Linked DNA regions of Mus musculus: all the other regions are linked to region 1. Evidence: chromatin contacts called from public HiCAR-type and promoter capture Hi-C data. All regions are on one chromosome and are shown on one strand. The core of a region is the stretch at or near the end of the contact, and the rest is flanking DNA. Distances in the headings are between cores, read along the strand shown. Region 1 holds the start of Pcnx (pecanex homolog). Region 2 holds the start of Npc2 (NPC intracellular cholesterol transporter 2). Region 3 holds the start of Rad51b (RAD51 paralog B). Region 4 holds the start of Acot2 (acyl-CoA thioesterase 2). Region 5 holds the start of Riox1 (ribosomal oxygenase 1).

What was found. Promoter capture Hi-C pulls out the DNA fragments that hold promoters and counts their contacts. HiCAR-type assays count read pairs that join an accessible place to other places.
Region 2: a HiCAR-type map of astrocytes shows a contact between it and region 1, with 4 times the contacts expected there. The contact joins the promoter of Npc2 here to the promoter of Pcnx in region 1. A contact is called at or near these places in 1 of 39 promoter capture datasets (liver) and 1 of 115 datasets of contacts at active chromatin or transcription factors (astrocytes).
Region 3: a promoter capture Hi-C map of pre-B cells shows a contact between it and region 1, with 2.8 times the contacts expected there. The contact joins the promoter of Rad51b here to the promoter of Pcnx in region 1. A contact is called at or near these places in 2 of 39 promoter capture datasets (neutrophils and pre-B cells).
Region 4: a promoter capture Hi-C map of pre-B cells shows a contact between it and region 1, with 4 times the contacts expected there. The contact joins the promoter of Acot2 here to the promoter of Pcnx in region 1.
Region 5: a contact with region 1 is called in a promoter capture Hi-C map of liver, with 4 times the contacts expected there. The contact joins the promoter of Riox1 here to the promoter of Pcnx in region 1.

Annotation. Positions count from the first base shown.
Region 1 is chr12:81,858,662-81,861,490 of GRCm38.p6, reverse strand. It overlaps Pcnx (pecanex homolog), which reads right to left and starts at 1,461. Exons shown (of 36, transcript NM_018814.3): 1 at 967-1,461. The coding sequence starts at 1,119.
Region 2 is chr12:84,771,680-84,774,508 of GRCm38.p6, reverse strand. It overlaps Npc2 (NPC intracellular cholesterol transporter 2), which reads left to right and starts at 1,397. Exons shown (of 4, transcript NM_023409.4): 1 at 1,397-1,723. The coding sequence starts at 1,642. Isca2 (iron-sulfur cluster assembly 2) reads right to left here and starts at 1,239. Exons shown (of 4, transcript NM_028863.1): 1 at 1,138-1,239; 2 at 832-934; 3 at 601-716. The coding sequence starts at 1,208.
Region 3 is chr12:79,295,816-79,298,644 of GRCm38.p6, reverse strand. It overlaps Rad51b (RAD51 paralog B), which reads right to left and starts at 1,363. Exons shown (of 11, transcript NM_009014.3): 1 at 1,313-1,363. It overlaps Zfyve26 (zinc finger, FYVE domain containing 26), which reads left to right and starts at 2,363. Exons shown (of 42, transcript NM_001008550.1): 1 at 2,363-2,419.
Region 4 is chr12:83,986,478-83,989,306 of GRCm38.p6, reverse strand. Acot2 (acyl-CoA thioesterase 2) reads right to left here and starts at 1,446. Exons shown (of 3, transcript NM_134188.3): 1 at 826-1,446. The coding sequence starts at 1,405.
Region 5 is chr12:83,949,137-83,951,965 of GRCm38.p6, reverse strand. Riox1 (ribosomal oxygenase 1) reads right to left here and starts at 1,358. Exons shown (of 1, transcript NM_023633.3): 1 at 1-1,358. The coding sequence starts at 1,274. All of the region lies in intron 16 of Heatr4 (HEAT repeat containing 4), which reads left to right.

The DNA of each region.
Region 1 (2,829 bases), core at 212-2,711:
CGGGGACTTAGTAACCCAGCACCTTTGTTCTAGCCCTCTGAAGAACCATGAAGTTAGCAGAAATTCCCTGAAAATAAAAGTTAATATCCTTCCTTCCAATCACTTTAAAATTTGAAAGCTTTGTTTTCTCAAATGTGCCACCTAAAATTGTGCTTTTATTTTATTTTTTATTTTTAAGAAATGTGCAAACATCTTTCAGGAAAACATCCTCTAAAAACACTCCTGAGGCCTGGACTGCACAGTGACTCTCAGGCCAGCCTTGGCTATAGAAGGAAACCGTCTGGGAACACCAAAAACACTTCAGAGAAACTGGACCGAGAGCACCAAGCAACAGGCGGCGGCACTCTCCTTTTCCCAGCCAGTCAAAGGCCTTGAACCAACGCAAACAAACGCCAGCCAGGCTCTCGTATCTCCCCGCTCCCTGCCGGCAGCGCTAGCCTGACAACACCGCGGTCCCTCGCCGCGGGGCTGAACCGAATGGAACCCGCACTCAACCGATCAGCGGTTTGCGGAGGCGCGAGCCCGCTGGGGGTTTCCCCCAGCACGGGAAGCGAGTACGAGCCGGGACACCCTGCGACTCCGTTTCTGCCGGAGCGCGCACGGCCTCCCCCGGGCTCCGCACACAGCCGGGGGCCGAGGTGCGGGCGGGGATGCCCCCGGGGAGCGGGAGGTAGATAGTCCGAGGCCCGGGGAACGACCGGGGACCCCCGATGGAAGGCCTCGGGGCGCCAGTTACGCAGACCCGCACGAGAGGCGCTAGGAAAGCGGGACCCGGCCGGGGACCGGCGGGAAGGGAGGTGCTGAAAACACGGGAAACCCGGGGCCCGGAGCGGAGCCAGCGGGGGAGGGGAGCGTCCGCCCGCCGCCGGGACCGCGGGACGCGGGGAGGACAGGGGCGCGACCCCCGGGCCCCCGAGGATCACAGCCGAGCGTCCGCTGCGGGTCCCCGTCCCCGCCCCCACTCACCATGTAAAGCGTGAAGGGCAGGCCGAGCAGAAAGAGCCACAGGTAGAGGTGGAGCGCGTTCACGAAGGTGGCCTGGTGCGGGTCGTAGTACCAGCCGCCGCTGAGCGCGGCCCACACCCCCTGCCGGAGGATCTGCAGCGTCTGCGACCCCATCCCCACCCGGCGTCGCCGCCGCCGCCGCCGCCGTCCCCGCCCCGGCCCCAGCTTCGGCCTCGTCGCCTGCGCGCCCGCGGACCGGTCTAGCCCCCTCCCGAGCTCCGGGAGAGCGGCCCGGCGCCGCGGCGCTCGCTGGTGCTGCTGCACGAGGAGGAGGAGGAGGAGACGGCGGAGGAGGAGGCGGCGAGCGGCAGGGCGGAGAGCGGCGAGGAGGAGGAGGAGGCCGGGCTCCTGAGCGCCGCCGCCATCTTGTCTTCGAGCTCCGAGCCCGAGCCCAGTCCGCCAGCGCTGCCGCCGCCGCCGCCGCCTCCGCCGCCGCGACCCCCGCCGGCCGCCAGCCTCGGCCCGGCGGAGCAGGCGAGCGGGCGCCCGGCAGGACGCGGAGGAAGCCGCGCCCCCTCCGGCTCCTCCTCCTGCTCCCTCCACCCGCGGAGCGGTCCCCACGGGTACGCGCAGCGCCTGGGTCGCACGGGCGCCTCCTGTTGGGAGAAGCCTGCAGAAGCAGCATCTGGCCGGGGTGGGGATGGGGGTGGGGTCGGGTGGGGTGGGGTGGGGTCGGGTGGGGTGGGGTGGGGTGGGATCCGGTCGGGTCCGAGTTTGCAACCCGGATGGCACTGCACCGGGCATGACCGACCACTGCAAGCTCTTTAAAGTCGAGCGGACTTCCAGACTTCCAGAATTCGTAGACCTTGCAGGGGCTGCCGTTTGTGGCAATTGCCCAAGACAAAACAAGTAAAAAACATTTGGGGGTAAACTGTCTGAGTTTGACACTGCAGGACTGGAAGAATTAAAGCAGAGTTGAAAAGAACTGTGTTACCCTTTTTTGGACCCGAAGCAGCTTGAGTGAGAAAAAGGGCGACGACGTCAAGAACTAGAAGCTTTACTGCTTCCAAATAGGTGTAAATTAATACAAGCTGCAAGAGATACAAAAGTATGACATGACCAAGTTATGCTTGCACCACAACTTTTCTTTTTCATGTGGTGCAACTAGTAACCATTTTTATCAATGGGCCAATCTCAGCAGAGTTGAAAGATTCCTGACTCCACCCAAACTTTGAATGGGGTCTTGTACTTCTCTTTTTATAGCTGTGAAAACTGGGAATCATTCTTGGCCCAGTCTAATGTTTCTGAAGTATGTCTGATCTCACTGGATGGCTTTTTTTTTTTAAGGGTTTGAAGGTTGAGTTTATTGTAGCAATAAACGTACTCTGTTTTCCCAGATTAAAGTTGCTATAATTAATGAGGAAAGCAAGTGAGACAGAGCAGTTGGTGACATTTTAAGAAGTGGTTAAAACCCATCGCAGTGCCTCTGGGTATCATGCCACTGTATAGCTGGTTATGCTCACACCTGCTCCACTTAACCTTCACAACGCTCCTTTAACACAGCCAGGGCTATCCTTATTTTTACCAGTGAGGGCTCTGCCACTCAGAGTGATTGCCCAGGTTCTCATAAGTAATAAGCTGTGGAGTGCTCAGAAGTCAGCGTTCATCCTAGCAGCATGGACTGAGCCTTTCATATCCACTCAGGTAGGAGTTAGAACTCAGGCAGGACCTTCAGGCTTAAGGATATAGTCAGCTGTTCTCAAAGGTGATGGGGGCATCACCTCAGAATGACTTAGAAAAGGAAATTCTCACATTATCTCTCTAGGGAAACTGGGTGAGAGACTAGGGAAAAACCAAAAAGTTTTAAGAAGCCTTCCAGAGATT
Region 2 (2,829 bases), core at 148-2,647, 2.9 Mb before region 1:
ACCACAAACACCCACACAACACCCTGAGCCCAGAGGTGTACATCTTGTTCTCCAATGCATGGAACACTGCTTAGGACTTCTAGCTGGGACGGAACGGACTGAAGCAGAAAGATTCAACGTAAAAAAAAACAGAAGGATTATTTAAGGGCTCGGACTGAAACTAGTCCAGCCTTTTTCTTAGGGTGGAACCTTGGTGTATATATATATTTTAAACACTTATTTATTCATTTATTTTATGTGAGTATACCGTTGCTCTCCCCAGACACACCAGAAGAAGGCATCAAATCTCACTACAGATAGTTGTGAGCCACTATGTGGTTGCTGGAAACTGAACTTAGGTCCTGTGAAAGAGCAGCCAGTGCTCTTAACCGCTGAGCCATCTCTCCAGCCCTAGTTCAGCCTTTCTCAACTTGACTACCTAACGGACGCTAAGTCAATGTTCTTCCTTATTTTTAAACAAGAGGACAAATCTTTGCTGTATCCTCACAGAACGGAGAGGGTGGTAGTGTTAAGCAGACTTAGACGCTTGGAAGTTTGGAATAAATTGGGGCCACTTTTATCCTCTGATACAGCCTCTAGCGACCCATCCGTCCTCCTTGCCTGTCGTCGGGGTTAATAACTGTATCCAGTGAAAATTTGTATTGGAATCCGGAGCATCCACCTCCCTCTACTTGCAGCCTGAGGAATTCTGACCCTTCGGTGATTTCCAGAAGCCTCTGAAATTCAGGAAAGAGGATCAAGAATGCCAAGCAAGCGGAGATAACGGGACGGGTGACTAGGAAGTCTTCTAGAGCCCTCCTGGGCACCGCCGCCCCGCGTCCGACCTCCTACCTGGACGCAGCTGTCTGTGAGGCGGATCTGTCCCTCGCCAGCCTCTGGAATGGAAGATGTTGTTTCCCAGCGGGTCAAAAGCCTGGGAAAGACGGCGAGGAGCCTGCGATGTAAAGAAGGGAGACGAACCCGGGAAATGGCACCAGATGACCCTCTATGGACACCTCGTACCCAAATCTGGGGACACTTTCTTCTGAACTGCCAAGCCTTCACCCCACACCCCACCCCGCGTGAGATTTAGCCTCCCATCTATCCTGAAGACGCAGAACCCAACACCCTTCCTAAGTGACGTTCCACCCTCGATACCTTCCCGAGCGCCTAGGAATGACAGCCCTGACCGCCTCGGCAGTTAGGGACAAGGCCCTGGAGGCCGCCATCTTACTCCGCAAGCTCCGCCCCTAGCATGGTCCAAATCCCCGCCTAGCCTGGGCTTCCGGAGGAGGGGAGAAGGGGGCGGGGCTGCATCGAGCCTCCGCCCCCAAGCGTGCCTATTGGGTATAGCGAGATAAGAGGGCTTTGATTGACAGAGAACGCTTCCACTTGCCGAAGTGGGTCGGTACCAATAGAGCGGGGCGAACGCAAAGAGCGAGTTCTCCGTAGGCCCTGCCTGGAAGCGGAAGAGATGGGCGGAGATAAAGGGCGAGCTGCAGGCCAGGCGGCCCCGGAGCCCAGGGCGGGGCGCGGGCGGGCCTTCGCTGGTTACTGCTCACAAGTGGCCTGATCTGGCTCCACCCTCGGTCCGGGACAAGTTTATCTTGTGACTGCTCGGGCTGCTTTTCCTTCCTAGATTGCAGAGCTTTCATATCCACGATGCGTTTTCTGGCCGCCACGATCCTGCTGCTGGCGCTGGTCGCTGCCAGCCAGGCGGAGCCCCTGCACTTCAAGGACTGCGGTGAGCCCTGAGCCCACTCGAGGAGACCCCCGGGGGTGGATTGGGCGGGTTGCTGGAACGTGGAATTGACTAGGTTGGGACCGAAGGTACTAGTCTTGATGAAACTTAACCCCTCCGCACAACTTTGTTTCTCCTTGCATTTCGTGTTTTGGGATAATCTAAAACACTCACAAGGCGAACCGTGTGCTGAAGTTCACTAAAGTTTCTTGGGTGAACATCAAGCGGGCATATATTGCAGCGCTCAAGGGCTTTGAGATTTCAATGGACGGAGGAGGATTGCGAATTTAAGACTAGCCTGGATTTATTGAACCCTGTCTGAAAAAAGTAAACAAATAAAAGCAAAAAATAAAACAATAGGATAGACAGCAGGTCTGCATCCAACACGGATTGAAGGAATAGGCACGGGACTTATTTTGATTTATGCCTTGTATCGTCACTGGCCTTTCTCCCTTTGTTCGTTTGAAGTTTGGTTGGGAGCGGGCTGAGGCAGCCTCACTCTGTAGCCCAGTTTGGCCTTCCAAATCCCTGTCAATCCTGCTCTGGTCTTAGAAGTACCATCCACCTCCCCTCCCCACCCCACCCCCACTAACGAGACAAAAGCTAGTTCTCCTTCTCATAACATTCATTTACAAAGTAGGGTTTCCATTGTTCTAATGAATTTCATGATTCTTGATCCTTGTCTCCTATAAAATTCGTATTTCTAGTGACATCATGTGATGCCTCCCTCCCAACGCTGCCCCTGGACTCTTTATTGGAAAATATAATAGAGGGTAGAAATTCTGAGTTTGTCCAGTCAAGCCTGTACACTTAGTTGTGGGAGCAGTGCAGGGGCCCGGGGTGGAAAAGGCAGCAGTGATGGTCGAAAGACAAACTGATTTTGTAAAATATTTGAGCAGGGGGAAACAGACCATAATGAAGCAGTAAGTTAAAGAGTTATTAGGACTGGAGAGATGGCTTAGTGGTTAAGGGGAACTACTATTCCGGAGGGTTAGAGTTCAATTCCCACATCAGGTTATACCTGCTTATACCCCAACTCTGGGCCTTCTCAGCTACCTACCTGCACTCCCAGGCAGACACACACACACCCCTAACTAAGGAGGTAGAGG
Region 3 (2,829 bases), core at 114-2,613, 2.6 Mb after region 1:
TTCCCTACTCTCCCAAATATAATATAAACTCTCCAAATATAACATTCTCTATTCATTTGTTTCTTTCACCAATATTAAGCACATGCTATGCTAAGCTTATGTCCTCCCTTTTGCATACTTACAATTGAAGAATGAAGAGACATATATTCAAGTAACTACATTTATGTGACAGGTATTGTAGTTGCTATGTGCACGTGCTACTGAGATAGACAGGGAGAAGTCTCGAATTGGTCTGAAAAAAATTAGGTTGCATGTCACAATCCTACTAAAAGTAGTTCCCTTAAAAGTTAGTTTCATTGCTTAAAATGCTTCATGGGACCATCATATGACAACTTCCAAACTTTTATGATCAATCATATTTTTTTTCAACTTGAAAAGGGCATCTCTTACTTAGCTCTTGTCTTTCGAGCAAAGTTGTCCTCATGTGTAAAACAACGGTGATTCTAATTTCTACTCCAGAGCTGGTGCATAACGCTCAAGGTAGGCACTCATTATAGACATGTGATTCTTCTAACGTGACTATCCACAACGTTAGGTTAGGTTACTCAAACACATATTTCTCCACACAAACCCTTCGCCAACCAGTCACTTCCTCTCGAGTGCTATCTCCACACTTTGCACTTATTTCTTCCTTAATCTGATCTGTGCGTTATTATAGTGTATGCTTTTCTTTCTTCCTGATGTGTGCGTAAGCGCGTACGAGACAGAGGAGACAGCATCTCAGACTGAATTTCTGTTAGGCGCTCAATAAAAATAGTGAAGCAACAAAACCCAGCTATTTTGAGGAGGCTGAGGGGTTAATTTATTTATTGGGCCATTATTATGCGCCAGACACTAGTTTTAAATGCTTCGGATGTTTTTAATAAACACACGAACTAGCCAAGGGATCGAGCCAACATTCGAATCCAGAGATCTGACTCCAGATTCCGCGCTCTTAACACCACAAGTTTGACAGTCCCTAAACTTGCCCGGATGCCTAATTTGCCCAAGAGCGGAGGAAGAAGTATCAAGAGTTAGAAAACCTGACGCAAAACTTCCTAATAAAACAGAGCACCTTACAAGCATCACTCGCCTCCCTAGAGGAAGTCGGAAGCTCCAGGACCCCGTCCGGGTTCCAGGGACGAGCCCCGTTACAGAGTACGTGCTCAACACGCAGGACTCTCCGCGACCCCGGTATCAACAGCCACAGGCTCCAAGAGGGAGCACAAGATAATGAACACACCTTCCTCCCCACAACTGCCCCCTCAGAAAACTCCAGTACCAGGTCAGCAGCGTGGAACTTTCAAAGTTTCCCCCACCCTCACACAATTACCCGCGAAAAGTGCGAGCAGCAACATCTGGGGCTCTGGTTGGTTGGTACTCTGGCGACTTATCCAATCAGAAGCAGGAAAATCTCGGGTTAGCCCAGCTGTATTTTGGGAATTGTAGTTCAGTCTCGAAGGTTAATCTAATTAAATTTTTCCTTTGTAGTGATTGCTTAAATCGAGGAGCGGAACCTTTCAAGACGAATGTAGAGGAGGGAAAACCCTGACTGGAAATTCTTTTCCTCAGTGAATCGCATTTTAAAGTTATTTCCTGGGCCAGAGAAGGTTCTTTTGGGGGGCTGAGGGGTTGGAAAAAGGGTGGGCAATATGCCCTATTCCCGTTTTGGGATGAGAGTTTTGTGTTTCCTTTGCACTGTTCAACACATTTAGATGGTGAAAATGTCCGGGAAATACTAACTAAAGCGTCTCAAACTAAAATACATTGAAAAAGAACCACTCAGTTTAGTTGAAAAAATAAAAGAAGTCAAGTAGGTTTCGTATTTAAAACAGCTGCGTTAAGAAAAACTAATAAACTTAAGAACTGACTTGATTACATGATTTGTGAAAAGCCTTTGCTCACTCTTTGTTTTCGTTTGCAACTCCTTTGTACCGACCTCAGTCTTTCGATGGATATATAATTATATATGATATACACACGATAGAATTAGATAGAATAATGATACAGGAAGATCCAGAATTCCTGTGGCTAACCTATCATCTATCACTGGTTGGCACGGAGAAAATGTTGACATCAAAAACAAAACAAAACAGTGGCGGGTACGGAGCGTGGAACACAGATATTCCTGGCCCCAGCTCCCCCGAAATGAATAACTGTGGATGTTGCGAGAAGGAGCAATCATAATTAGGGAGAGTCCTCAGTCCTGTAGCTAGCGGATCTAACTCTTCCTTAGAGTCCCCGTAGCAATCAGGTGGCATCACGTGATTCAAACAAACACGGCACTTGATTTGCATCTTGCTTCTCCTGAGCCAATAAGAGTGGCGCTCTCTTTCGTCATCGCCGCCCGTTCCACCACTCTTCGCAATGGGACTTGTCACCTGACCGGGATCAAACATGGCTGCTCTGGACGGGAAAATGCATTCGACTCCCGGAGCAGGTGAGTGTAAGGCGCAGGGAAGATTGCGAGGGTGCTGTCCACGACCCCGCTAGGGGGAGCATCCCTGTCCCCCAGCCTCCCGGCTCCACAGTTCAGTCCCAGATTGATCCCCTAATCTTTAGCCTCTGTCTTAACAGAAGGCTCTAACCAAGGGAGTTTTCATCCTTACCAAGGCATCCACCAACCTAGAGATTTGTAGCCTGACAAAATGTTCAGGAGGGAATGCGGAAGTAAATGTATGTGTCTGCACCCCAGGCTAGCAAAAATATTAAGATTGTTATATGTGAGGTCTGCGGTAGAAGATGAGGTACACCCCTTAGAGAAAGAGACGGCTCTCAAAAAGAGATAGTAACAGGTCAAATTAAACCCAAAACAGTCATTAGAAAAGTAAGTTCTGCCGTTTCTTTTCG
Region 4 (2,829 bases), core at 197-2,696, 2.1 Mb before region 1:
CTTAGCCATTTTTGTTGTTGTTATTTTGAGGCAAGACCATCTAATATACCGGTATAACCCAGTAAGGCTCTGTAGCCAACAATGAACGAGAGCTTCTGGTTCTCCCACCTCGACCTGTGGGTGCTGGGATTGCAGTGCTGTGCCTTCTTGCCAGGTTTACCCTGTGCTGGGGATAGCACCCAGTACTACTCCAAGCAAGCACTCTACCAACGGAGCCACACCCTCTAGCCCAAGTGTATGAAGCTTGTCTCAATGTCAGAATACTAATGGCTTCTCCTGAGAGTTCTTTCCCCCATCACTGCCTGAGAGTTCTGTTGATTCTCCTGCCTCCTTTGCTGGAACCTCCATATGCAGCTAAAAACCAAGAAAAATTAAAAATATTGGAAACTTCGTAGAAGAGTGCTTGCCAAGTTTGAGTTCCCACACTGCCACAAGAAAAGACAGAAGACATTCTAAAAGAACATTAGGGGATGTGGGTGTAACACTGCGGACTTTATTATTAGGAGCCTCTCCCCTTGTCTTATGATGCCCTTTTAATTTAGCAGCGGAATTGAAGGACCAGCTTCAGGCAAACAGCATCACTATAACAGGCTTCTTCCGGTCCAGTCCAGTCCAGTCCAGTCCTATCTCCTTCCCACCAAGTCCTAGATCATTTGGAGCTACCCTTTTCTTCACTTCTGAGTTCGAGGCCAGCCTGGTCTAGAGTGAGTTCCAGGACAGCCAGGGCTATACAAGAAACCCTGTCTCAAAAAAAACCAAAAGCAAACAAACAAACAAACACCCACAGGGAACTTTGAGCAAAGGGAAATGTGGAGGGCTGCTCACCTGGGGGCAGGAAGAGCGTGGCGCGCACCCGGCCCTCTCGTACGGGCACGCGCCGCACCCCGGGAGCCAAGAAGTGACGCTCGTGCACCGCCTGCGCCAGCCGCTGCCCGCCATCGGGCTCGTGTCCGTCCAGCACCTCCAGCTCCACCAAGAAGGGCGTCTGCACGTCGCGCTTGATCAGGCGCCAGAGAGGCCGTTCGGGCTCCATGGCCCAGAGCAGCCCCATGGGCTCGAGCCCCGAGAAGCTGCCGCCCAGCGCGGGCGCGCGCGCCAGGTTCAGCTCGCCGCCAGCGTCGGCGCGGTAGCGCGCGTGGGCTCGGAAGAGCGCGCCCTTCTCGTCGCGCAAGGCAGAGCGCAGCGTGACGGGCTGCTCGGGGGCCAGGCCGCGCACGGCGATGCTCAGCGGCTCGTCCCAGCAGCTGCGGCCCTCGGGCTCTACGCTCAGCGTCGCATTTGTCCGCGCCCAAGTGGTCCGGCCACCAGTGCTGAGCGGCGGAGGTACAAACAGCCGCGCCCAGCTCTTCCAATCCTGTTGGCACAACCTGCTTGCTCTCAGGACAGCGAAAGACGAGGCCACCATTTTGCGTCGTTGACTTCAGCCCTCGGTTCCGCAGAGAAAGTTAAGAGATCCTCTAGTGGCCAGCTGCCTGCCTGCAGTCCTTAGACTGAGCTGTGTGCTTGCTGAGCTGGGAGGATCACAGAGCAAAGCAAGCAACAAAAGCAAAAGTAGTAGTGACGCTTTGACTAAGGCGTCTGTGCGTTAAGACTCCGTTATATCCGGAACCTAGCACTGTTTTTCAGGTGCTCTTTACCCCATGAAAAGTGGGCTGGACCAGGGCTCGCTCTTAAAAGCCTCTCACCCAATGAAACCTCCAGTCGCCAAATTCCTAAGGTTGCAGAGTCAAGAATGTGAGATTGCAATTGAGTTTCATCACGTCCTAGAGTAATAGACACTCGTTACTAATCTTAGGACTGTTCTTTCAAAAACGTGCATCATGATATTTTGTTTGTGTGCTGTTTGCGCGTGCTTAGTCTACACATTAATGTCCATGTCCAATGGCCTTAATGTCTCATGGGCTGTGTGACCCTTTACCTACATTCCACACTCGTGTAAAAATAGTCAAATGATGTCATAGTTTACATTGAGCTCGTCTTTTGACCCTCTAGGCAAACACTTTTTCCTACTCATCCCGGATTTTACACATTTCCCAAGTGTTATATAAGCTATTGCTTCCAATCAGTGATTTTTTTTTCTTCCAAGGCCTTAAACCTTACAAGGATTATTGCACATCTTTATTATTACAGAAACCTGAGACTATATAAGTTGTATTTGTCTCTGTTCCTAAGAAGACAACTGTGTTAGATTTTGTTTACTTGACCCAAACTAGAAACACCTTGGAATAGGCAGGGATCCTCACTTGGGGCAATGCCTGTATCATATTGGCCTATGTGTCACTGATGGTTTGTGTGGGAGGACCTAGCCCACTGCGGGAGGTTCCACGCTGGGCAGGTCAGCTAGATTTTATTAGAAAGCTGGGGGTGGGGATGGGGCCTGGAGAATTAGCTCAGAGGTTAAAAGTACAGGCTGTTCTTCCGAAGGACTTGAACTCATTTCCCTCAGCCATAAGGGAGCTCACAGCATTCTGCAAGTTCAACTCTAGGGATCAGAGACATACAAACGGTGTGTGTGTGTGTGTGTGTGTGTGTGTGTGTGTAGGGAAACAAGTCATTGCTCCCCTGTGGTTCACGCCCCCTGCTTGAGTTGCTGTTTGACTTTCCTCAGGAAATGAATGCCAAATACACCTTTTCCTCCGCTAGCTGTTTTTGGTCGGAGTTTTATCACACTTATAGAAAAAGCAGGCTAGGGTATCTACCTTGAAGATCTTGCCCAGGCAAAACTTTTCACCGAGTTTCAAATGACCTCGCACCGCACTGGTCATGGAACTTGGAAATAACTGTTTTTGTATTGCTACTATGGATTCTTCAACCTTATTTTGTGCATCC
Region 5 (2,829 bases), core at 109-2,608, 2.1 Mb before region 1:
CCCATGTAATCCATGAAGTCTCGGGGCAAGCCTCTGCGGAACTCCACGTTCTCCTCTATGGCCGCTTGCACTGCCAGAGGCAGTACAGCCTCCAGGAAGTCACCCCATGTATTGCGCTGGTAGGTGGACAAGGTGAGGTGTAGGGAGTGGACTCCATCCTGACATTCAGCTTGGTGAATGAAGCCCCGAGGAAAATAGAGCAGGTCTCCAGGTTCCAGTACCGTTTGCAGCACAGGCTCACCAAGGTCCTCCTGGCTGAAGTTGGGACTAGATGTCAGGGCCAACTCCTCACTCGGGTCCCGCGGTCGGTAGACGCGCCAGAGTTTCCGACCTTCCAGCTGCAACACGAAAGCCTCGATGTCATCGTAGTGAGGAGCAAAGCCCTGCGAGTCCGGGGGCGTGAGGTAGACGTTGGAGCCCGCCATGCTGCCAAACTGCTCCTGGAGCACGGCCAGAAACTGCCACACGGTGGGCGAGAAGGCTTGCGGGCACAGGAGGCGCAAGGAGCAGCCGGCTCGGTACAAGGACCACGCGGCGGCGGGAAGCGCGCGGCCCGGCGGGTTCAAGGTCTCCCGCCGTCCATCGACGTAGCGCGCGGCGTCCAGATGCTGCCCGAATTGCACGTCCTCGTAGCGCAGCATCGAGTCCAGGTCGGCGGTGGAGAAGAGACCCTCGTAGTAGCTGCGGTCCTGCCGCCGCACCAGCACCGCCTCCCGCTCCCACAGCCGCCGGTAGAAGTGGTCCGGAGGCAGGGGCGCCAGGAGCCACTCGAAGAGGCGGGCGGCGCGCCTCCGGCTGCTGGGGATGCCGTTCAGCTCCGTCAGTACCTGCTGCAGCGGCGAAGCCCGGGGTCGCCCCGGCTCATCCGCGTGCGAGCCCGGCGGCGGCGGAGCGGCCGTCCCCAGGTTCCGGGAGAGCGCAGCCCATCCCTCCACGCGGCTCGGCAGCGTCGCCGAAGCCGACCTCGGGCGCGCTGACACCGGCCGCGGCTCCGCCGACCGCGAGGCCTCCAGCAGCTCTGCCGGCCTCTTCCGCTTGCCCCGAACCGAGGCCACCGCCACTTTCGAGTCCGAGTCCTCGCTCCGGAGCGCGCGAGCTCTCAGCGCGGCCACGCGGGACGCCGCCGCACTTTTCCGGTGCCTTCGGATCTTCCGGGGCCGCAAGGGCAGGGCCAAGACCGACGCGCCGCGGGGCTGCGACTGCGGGTGCCGCCGGCGCCTCCCCCGCCCGCGCTTCAGCAGCGCCGCACCGTTGCCATTCGGTAGCTCGTCCATAGCGGGGCGGCCGGCGGGTCCCACGCTTCCGCGGCCGTGGTGCTTTCTGGGAAGGGGGCGAGTCCTTCGGCATTCCCTGGGTAGGCCAAGCCTACCGTCTTCCTGGGTCCTACAGCTAGCCCGGTTTGTCACCTTTTAAAACCGCGGTAGTATGCACTGGCAAGGCAAAATTCTCTACCAGATAAAGACTCCGTGTAAGAAAAGAAGGCACGAGGCATTTCAAAAGAAAACAACTTCATTCCTCTTTTTTGCTTTTCTGGGACAGAATCTTTCTACAGAAGCCGTAGCTATATAGTCCTAGAACTTATTAGGTGAGCCAAGTTGGCTTTGAACTCACAGAGATTTCTGTCTCTGCCTCGCGATTGCTGGGATTAAAGGTGTGCAGCGCTGAGCCTGGCTTCCTGTTTTAGTCCGCTTTCTCATTTTTGTGGTAGGCATTTTTGTTCCTAGGCAGTTTCCTGGTAGAATGGAATGAAGGCAAAGTTTGATATTCTGTATGAAGCACAGCTCTTACTGGCTCTCTTCACTGCAGAAAACTTCATTGTTAAGCCTCTCCTCTTCTTTTTCCTCTCTCTCCTCAGTTACAAAGCCTTGCCAGGTATGGTGGTTCATGCACGGGGAAGGCTGAGGTTACAGGGTGAGCCGCTTGTAATTAATATTCTTCCTCTGAAAAGGAAGTTAGGGACTTCTCCACTTTGTCAGTGTATTGCTACATAGTCCTTTCTAACCTCAAACTCCTGGGCTTGCCTCTCAATATGACATTGCAATAGGCTGTTTCTCCTCCTCCTCCTCTTCTTCAAGCTTCTGACTTTTTAAAAAGTTTGTGCATGCGTACGTGTATGTCTCAAGGAGGCCAGAGAAATCTCTTAGTACAGTAGTTTGTGGAAATCTCTCTCTGATCCTTGGATAGAGTCGTAAACACTCTTTAACCACTGAACCATCATCTCTAGCCCCCCGCAGACACCGCTTCTGCAAGCATTCTTGTGAGTGTGTGTGTGTGTGTGTGTGTGTGTGTGTGTGTGTGTGTGTGTGTGTGTGTATTTTACATATGTATGTACCACCATGCCTGGCAGAACATAGGTCTTGATTGGGCAGGATGGCAATACTTTCTCAGGGAGTTAGGTAGCTTAAATGAATTGATTGGAACCTGTGATGGTTAACACCGATTGTCAACTTGACAGGTGTTAGTGTTATTTTACATAGTGTGTTGCAGTTTTCCTCTTAACCCAGCTAACTCCCAAAGAATTGAGACTGGACTAGTATATTTACTCAAAAAGCTTTAAGGGCACAACAACTGAGCAGGTTACTCTATTTTAATCCTTTATGCTAATCTAGCACCTTCCCGACAGAATCTTCCTGATACTTGCAGCATTTTAGTACTGATCTGGTTCTCTGGGCTCCCGGACTGCTCTTTGTTTTTTCTTTCTCCTTTTCCTTATCTCTCTTGGAGTCTCTCCTCCCAGCCAATCCCCACTTCCTCTCTCGAACTCTGCAAATGTCCAGCCCTATTCTCTTTCGTGCTCATTCATTGGCTGATCAGTTCTTTACTGACCAA